Linked DNA regions of Sus scrofa: region 2 is linked to region 1. The links are chromatin contacts, called in public targeted proximity ligation maps. All regions are on one chromosome and are shown on one strand. The core of a region is the stretch at or near the end of the contact, and the rest is flanking DNA. Distances in the headings are between cores, read along the strand shown.

What was found.
Region 2: a contact with region 1 is called in a targeted proximity ligation map of alveolar macrophages. A contact is called at or near these places in 1 of 5 promoter capture datasets (fetal skeletal muscle) and 1 of 2 datasets of targeted methods (alveolar macrophages).

The regions. Positions count from the first base shown.
Region 1 is chr5:5,825,925-5,829,795 of Sscrofa11.1, reverse strand. TTLL1 (probable tubulin polyglutamylase TTLL1) reads right to left here. Exons shown (of 13, transcript XM_003481524.3): 13 at 2,174-2,452. The coding sequence ends at 2,323. Among named protein-coding and RNA genes, the nearest start is that of PACSIN2, 26 kb to the left of the region's middle.
Region 2 is chr5:5,999,704-6,003,602 of Sscrofa11.1, reverse strand. The region is part of intron 2 of ARFGAP3 (ADP-ribosylation factor GTPase-activating protein 3); the gene reads right to left. Among named protein-coding and RNA genes, the nearest start is that of ARFGAP3, 7.5 kb to the right of the region's middle.

The DNA.
Region 1 (3,871 bases), core at 291-2,790:
TAACCGTCAATATTTGACATAAATCTCTTTAGCAGACTTTTGCTCTCACCTAGCAACCTGGCCAACGGCAAGCTAACGTCTCCCCTCCGGCCTGATTCAACTGCCCCGGGGCTCAGCCTGAGGTCACTTCCCAGCCAGGGACTCCACCCTTTCCCAGACACATCCGAGACGCAACAATAAAGCAACAGAACAGAGAGCCTGGGTTGTAAGCAGTGGTGGGTGGGACAGCCATGTGTGGAGGCCACCGGGGCTGCGTGGATTCTGCCACCTGCCTGGGGAGGAAGACGCAGTGGGGCTGGAGCAAAGCGAGGCAGGGTGGGCAGTGGCACTTGTGACTTCCGAGGCAAAGAGAATTAATCCTCTTTTTAAATACCAGGAAGCAAAGGTCCAAAGAGCCACCATCAGCCTTGGGACCAACCAAGAAACGGCAGAGCCAGGCCTTAAGCCCAGGTCTGACTCCCAGGCTGGCGGTCAACACCTGCCATCAGCACCCGGCCTCAATATCAAGGTCGCATTACCCAGGGCCTTGGATGGCCACCCCACATTGCTCTGTAAGTCACGGGCACCCTGTAAACACACCCCATCCAGAGCTCGTCCTGCTGGTGGCTGCCAACAGCGCTTACCTCTGCGTCTGCGGTAAACCCAGAGGCTGATGTCACTGAGGCCATGTGGCGGGAATGGTCTGGGCTCGCCCGACGGCAGACTCACCTACAAAACCCACCCTTCTCTGAGCACCGACACAAAGGCCCTTGGACCGATAAACACCGAGGATTATTTCTAGTTGCCTGTTTTCCTCCCAATCACAGTCAAGCAAGAAGGAATGAAACCAGAGTAGCTGTCCGATTAAATATTTTGCTTCTCGCAGCCGCGTGATTCTGTAAGATCGTCAGGTTTTGGTTTTCAGTTGATACAAAGTTTTAAAAACATGACTACACAACATGCCGAAGCTGTTATTTTCTGTCAAAAGAGCTCATTTTATACATCTGCGATTCAGTTCTTTCGGCTCTATGAAATAGATTGTGATACTATTTATAATGATTTATAATCAGAAAATTATATGTGATTTATAATCAGAAGTATAGATTTGGTCTCTGTCCCCTTCCCTGGCACACAACTCCTACAACCTTTGTGATTTCCTCGTTTTTTTTTTTTGCTTTTCAGGGCCGCATCCAAAGCACATGGAAGTTCCCAGGCTAGGGGTCGATTCAGAGCTACAGCTGCCTACACCACAGCCACAGCCACACCTGATCCGAGCCTTGTCTTCGACCTACACCACAGCTCACGACAACACTGGGCGAGGCCAGGGATCAAACCTGCAACCTCATGGCTCCTAGCCAGATTCATTTCCGCTGAGCCATGAGGGGAACTCCGTGATTTCCTTTCTAAGAGCTACGCGACATCTGTCTGTTTAGTTTTGCTCCCAGTTCCTCAGTGAAATGGGTGCCTTCTATTTTTCCTAACGAGCCCCTCTCAAGCCTGTCAGAGTCTGCGCTACTGACGGGTGGCTGGGGCTCCTCCGTAGATAACCTTGCTTGGGAGCTGGCTGCCATGGCAACCAACCACGTGCTCAGAGGGTTGGAACTGTCCCCAGGAAGGAAGGGGGGCTGGAGGTTGAGCCGATCCAAATGCCCGAGCATTAGTCCATCACGTCTATTCATAAATACCCATGGGCTATGGAGTGCAAAGAGCTTCCAGGCTGCTGAAGGCCTGGAAGGGCTGGGAGGGTGGTGCCCCCAAAGCTCACCTCACCCTGAGCACCTCTTCCATCTGGCTCTTCCTGAGTCGCGTTTGTTAGCCCACCGGTAATCTAGCAAGTACACTGTTTTCCTGATTCCGTGAGCCACGCTAGCCAATTAATTGAACCCCAGGATGGGGTCGTGGGAACCCCTGATTTATAGCCAGTTGGTTGGAAGCCCAGTTAACAGCCTGGACCTGTGACTGGCACCCGACGTGATGAGAGCGGGAGGCAGTCCTGCGGGGCTGAGCCCTCCCCTGTGGCATCTGACACCATCTCCAGGCAGACAGTGTCCGAGTTGAGTTAAACTGTGGGACACCCAGAGCCAGCGGAAGAACCGCAGAATTGCCTGGTGTGGCAAAAATCCCGACACGTCTGGTGTCGGAAGTACCGTGTGTGTGAGAGAAAAGGAGAAACGGCGTTTTCCCATCAGACTCCTTGACCTTCCAAAGAAGTGCCTTTATTTATTTACAGGGTTTAGGAAAGGAAAAAAGCTCTAGAAAAAGGGAATTCCAAAATAGGTCTTGGACGGGGGGGTGCAGTGACAAGTTCTGCCCGGGTGGGTCCAGGCTGGGGTCTCGCTGCGGTCACTTCCAGGTTGTGAGGGTGGCTCTCCCCGAGTCTCTCGATCGGCCCCCTCTGGGCCCCAGGGACGGGCCCGGCCGACTTCTCAGCTCCCGGTCAGCCCCGTCCCCTTGTGCCAGCTCCTCGTCGTACCTGGAAGCAGTTCCGGGATTCAGCAGCGGCGGCGGGGCTGAGGCTGCGGTGTGGCAAAGCCCACCTCACCCAGAAAGCAGCCTGGCCCGGTGCCCCACACCTCCAGCCCGCCTGCTCACCAGGTGGCCCTGGCGGCCCCCCAGCCACCACCCCAGGCCACGGAGCAGCTGAGAGCCACCTTGTTAAGCCGCTGTTGTGGACGGTCCCGCCCCTGCAGCTGACATTTGAGACAGGCCACCAGACTGAATCCAGCAATGACCGCCAAGGAAAAGAAGAGGACACCAGCGCAGTGAGGGGAAGTGCTGTCTGGAAACACATTCCCCGCAGCAGCTCACGCGGCATCTGCGGGCAGGGATGACGAACGCCATTCCAGACCGGGGATGGGTGTGAGTGACCCGCCCGCCCAGGCAGGGAGGCCAGGACCCAGAGGCTCAGGAGCTCACTCCTGGGACAGGCCAGCACCGCCACCACCAGCTGTGACCTGCCCTGCCCACTGCTGCCCCCCACGAACGTCCCTGCATCAGAAAGAACTGGTCTAGAACCTCAGCGCCCCTGACCACTAGGGCACCTGGGTGATTCCTGGCCTTTCTGGCTGGGGTGGGGCCCCGCTCTCAGGAGCCGCGTGCGAGTGGTGAAATCCACAGCCCCTCGCACCTCGCAGGCTCCAGCGGAGGGGTCTCCTACGGCCCGTGGCTTCCTATGACCCTCTGAACAGACCGGCAGGCATTAGGATGAGGGGCTCAGAGAGGTTTACCCAGTGTGTTAAGGTCACACAGCTGGTACATGGCAGAGGTAGAATTAAATAAAACCCAGGACTCCGGATTCCAATCCCTGAACTTTCTACCCTGCAGCCCAGAGCGTGAAGCTTCTGTCCCCTGGGAAAGTGCATGCTGGGGGTCACTGCTGACCACGCCTGACCGAGGCCCCTCTGACATTCACCTCAAACGCAAAAAGCACAAAGACACTCGGTTACGCTGCACTAGCTCCCTTCTGCAGACTTCTGGAAAAGGGTGTGTTTCCATCACAAGCTTATTCCAGAATCACAATCTGTGGTTGAGCGTGCTGTGGGGCAGAGGCTTCTGAGGTTAAAGGGCGAGTCTTCTGCGCATTTGTGCTTCTGGCAGCAAATGGGGCTGAGAGGGATGGGTAGGGAGGGGGAAGGCCAGTGGGCTGAGTGTCATCCACGCGGCAGACGAGACAGGGTTTCCTCTGCTGGAGGGGACATCAGGTCCCAGCATGTCAGCCCAAGGAGAGAGGATGCTGGCCAGAGGGCCCTCCAGGGACAGTGGCAGTTCTGCCCGTGGAGGGGAGACCCCTCTGCTGCACTCCGGGGACTCCTCGTTCTTTTTAGGGCCGCACCCATGGCATGTGGAAGTTCCCAGGCTGGGGGTTGAATCAGAGCTACAGGTGCTGGCCTAC
Region 2 (3,899 bases), core at 978-3,477, 170 kb before region 1:
TTCTTACCTTTAGATTAAGAGAAGGGTGAAAAGTGAGAGTCTGTGAGAGTGAAAAAAGTAAGTCAGAGAAAGTAAGAAAAGTTAAAGAATTAGTGTCAGTTTAACAAAATAGCTCCTTTTGGCTCTTGAGTTGAGAAAACTGAATACTGTAATGGAGCTTTTTTAAGCAAATGTTCCTTTAATTGCTTTTGTTATATTCTTAATTATGAAAACATTTTATTTCTATTTGAAAAAACAAAAAACCAAAATGTTTCCTATTAACAATTAGGTAAATGAAAAAACAGGTTTCCCACAACCTTGATAAACCTTATATATGTCAAGACATAATCTCTTTAAAAATTGCATAAATTAGCTTCACTAACGGCTGCCATACTCTGTATTTTTTTCTAAACAGAGCACTTAAAGTGTTCGGAAAGTTTTGAAATTAGAATGAATCTCACAAATAAGCATGACAAAGTCATCATGTAATAAAAAATTTTGAATGGAGTCAATTACACCATAATTAATCTAGACTCTTACAGACACGCCCAGGAGCAGCTTCCGGGCAGCCGTGTGTTTATAACTGGCTTAACTGCTTGCTATGAGGTCATGAGAGGTGTTATCTTCCCAAGCTTACATCATAAAATGTTCTCCCCTTGCATCCACTGAGCAGGTACCCAGATACCTCAGATCTGATCATGGTCAGCCTGCTGGGGGCTCACCACGCACCAGGCTCCCTGTGAGGTCATTTGCTCACTCCTCCCAAAGCCCTGTGATGGGGAGAAGCCTTCTCATCTCCACTTTCAGGGCAAGGAACCTGAGACACAGGGAGGTGAGGAGCACACCCAGAGCTGGGCAGGCACGGCGTCGGATCAGGCCCCCAGCAGCATCCTTGCTCCTAAGGCCCACCCAGCACTGCCTCCTGAATCTCTGGGGCACCCGCTGTGCCCCCCCACCAGCCCCCCTTCCTGTATACACCCCTAAAGGCCTCAGGAGTAAAGTTTAAGCTCGCAGCCTGGCAGTCAGTCAAGCTGCTGCCAAGGACCCCCTGACCTCACCCTTTGAATCTTAGTTCTCCTGATTTTCCTTTGCTACTAAATATTTCTTTTTCCCGCTTCCCTACCTCTCCTTTTTTATTGCGCCTGCAGCATGTAGACATTCCCAGGCCTGGGCTCGAACCCTCAGCACATCAATGATGCTGAATCGTTCACACTAGGCCACAAGGAACTCCTTCTCTACTTTTCTTTCCTTTTATCTTTTCTTTTTTTTTTTTTTTTTGGCTGTGCCTGCAGCCCCAGGGAGTTCCTGGGCCCGGGATTGAACCCATGCCACAGCAGCAACCCAAGATGCTGCAGTGACCATTCTGGATCCATAACCCACTGTGCCACCAGAGAACTCTGGCACGACCTGCTCTTAAAGCCTGAGAGCTGACTTCCTTTTTGCCCTGTCCTGTCCCCGTTATCAAAACCTCACCAGACCGTCTAAGTTCACTGCACGTGTTACCTCCTCCTTTAAACTTGCCCAATTTTTCTAACCACAAGTAGACACAGTGCTGAGTTTCCTGATGGCTCAGGGGTTAAGGATCCGGTACTGCCAATGTTACGGGCTCAGGCTTGATCCCTGGCCTGGGAATCTGAAAGCATGGTCCCCCCCCACGCCCAGAAAGAAGTAGATGCAAAGCTCTGAGTCCATCTCTAGCTTCTTGTTTAGGTTGTATTTACGCCTGTCCCTACCCCCAGCCCAACAACAGCAATGCAAGGACCAGACTCCCTGCGCCTGTCACAGCTCATGAAATACTTAGCAGTGAACTTGAGAGGAAACCCAGCCAGAGGGAGAAGAGCCAGAGGGACAGGAGCCACAGTCAGCTCCCAATGCAGCTTGCCGTTTCCACGGACGCCTCAGCTGCCTCTCCCTTTTCCCTTCCCAAAGCCACAGTTGATAAATGTTTTCCTTTGTAAAACTGTGGACTTGAAATTCTACTTAACAAACAAACAAACAGTGCCTTTTCAATCAACACTCCACCCATGCCAAACTGTTAATGTCTCCACGTCTGGGAAATGGGACTGCGTGTGTGTGTGAGCACCCAGCAAGCGAGCGGCTGGCGGGCAGCGGGAGACGGAGAGGATGGGACGGGGTCTAGAGCAGGGACTCGCATTTCCTCCTTGTTTTTAGTCTGTGCCTGCTCGCAACATGCCTAAGCTTCCTGGCCAGGGACTGAACTCGCGCCGCAGCAGTGACCCAATGGATCTTCAACCACAAGGCCACCAGGGAACTCCCTTTCACTTCCCTACTTTGTATACTCTGGGACTGTTAGGATTTTTTCCCCCGAGGAGCTAATACTCATAATTTTTTTTAATCAATAAAAAATGTTTAAAGAGTAGCCCTCCACCTCTAAAAAAAAAGGAAAAATTCTTAGCACCCTTATCATCCTTGGCTTTATCTTGCTCTCGGGCTATATGAGAGTGATTTTTTTTTTTCTCAAATAGTTGTTTCTGAATCATTTATAAGCATCGTGATTCATACAGTTATATTTATCTAACTTTCAAGAGGGTAGTGATTAAAGCTGCAACAGCCCAATCAGACCCTGCTGTCTGACCTCGCCAGGCTCTGGGTCAGCCCTGCCCTTGGCTGGGGAACACCCGGTTTCCTGGAACGGTTTACACTGGTAGCGTGTGGGGCAGGTTCGGATGGGCGGGGCTTAGCGGAGGGAGCGAGTGCAGGAAGAGGGACAGGGCGGTGACAAGCTGTCACACACGGGGCCCAGGTGTCCGTCGCGGGCTCTGGGCGCGGGGCGACCCCAAGTCTCTGCCGGTAGCATGAAGAACACACCTGTCCTGGCAACCAAATCCCTGCACATTTTACAAAAGCGAGGAGGACGCGAGAGCGTAGGATGAATGTCTGAGACCAGCGTCTAAGAGAAAAGAAAAGACGACGGGACACTCGCGGACACTCTGAAACTAGGCAGAATGAACGCACGCGAGCGCGCCTTTCTCTAAACAATAACCTATGGAGCTACATGGCTTTAATATTTAGTCCCTTGTGTCTTTATAAATTGATTTCTGAAAAAAGAACCCAGGGACGTACATACAGTTTTTGTAGGCTAATACATTAAAAAGAAAATTATGTTATTAGTATCTAGTTTTTGTGCCAGCATACCGGAATATCTTTTTACCAATGATAACAGGTGTTCCCTGCGGGAGCAAAAGCTCTGCATGGTAATCACGCTATCGTGTCAATATTCCTCAGGTCATAATAGAAAATGAAATTGCTTGCTGGCATTTCAAACAGCCTGCCTGCCTCGCTGGTTCCTTCCCCAGGGGAGGAGGTGACCTGACGGGGGAGGCCGGCTGGGCAGAGCTGGGCACGGCCGCCCAGGGGGGCCCTGCACAGGCCACGGCTGCCAGAGTGCAGGCCTTGCTCTCGGCCTCCAAGCCCTGAGCCTGGCCGGGATCCTCTTCGTATTTCAATGCGCCTTGCTCCACACCAGGGCGCATCTAGCCTCCTACTGGCCCCTAAGGCTGTGTCTGGAGCCTGATGCCCACGAGATGCCCACAAAGGTCCCACAGAGGCTACGACCAAAGGGGTCAGAGTAGAGACAGGCCCCACGCAGCCCAAGTCCTCCGATTAAGAAAAAGAGACTTGCAGGAGTTCCCGTTGTGACTCAATGGGTATCCATGAGGATGCAGGTTCGATCCCTGGTCTTGCTCAGTGGGTTAAGGATCTGGCGTTGCCATGAGCTGCGGTGTAGGTCGCCGACATGGCTTGGATCTGGTGTGGCTGTGGTTGGCAGCTACAGCTCCGATTCGATCCCTAGCCTGGGAGCTTCCATAAGCCACTGAGTGTGGCCCTAAAAAGCAAAAAAAAAAAAAACCCCCACTTTCACACTCAAGCCTTTGACATGGCCACTAAAATTCATGCAA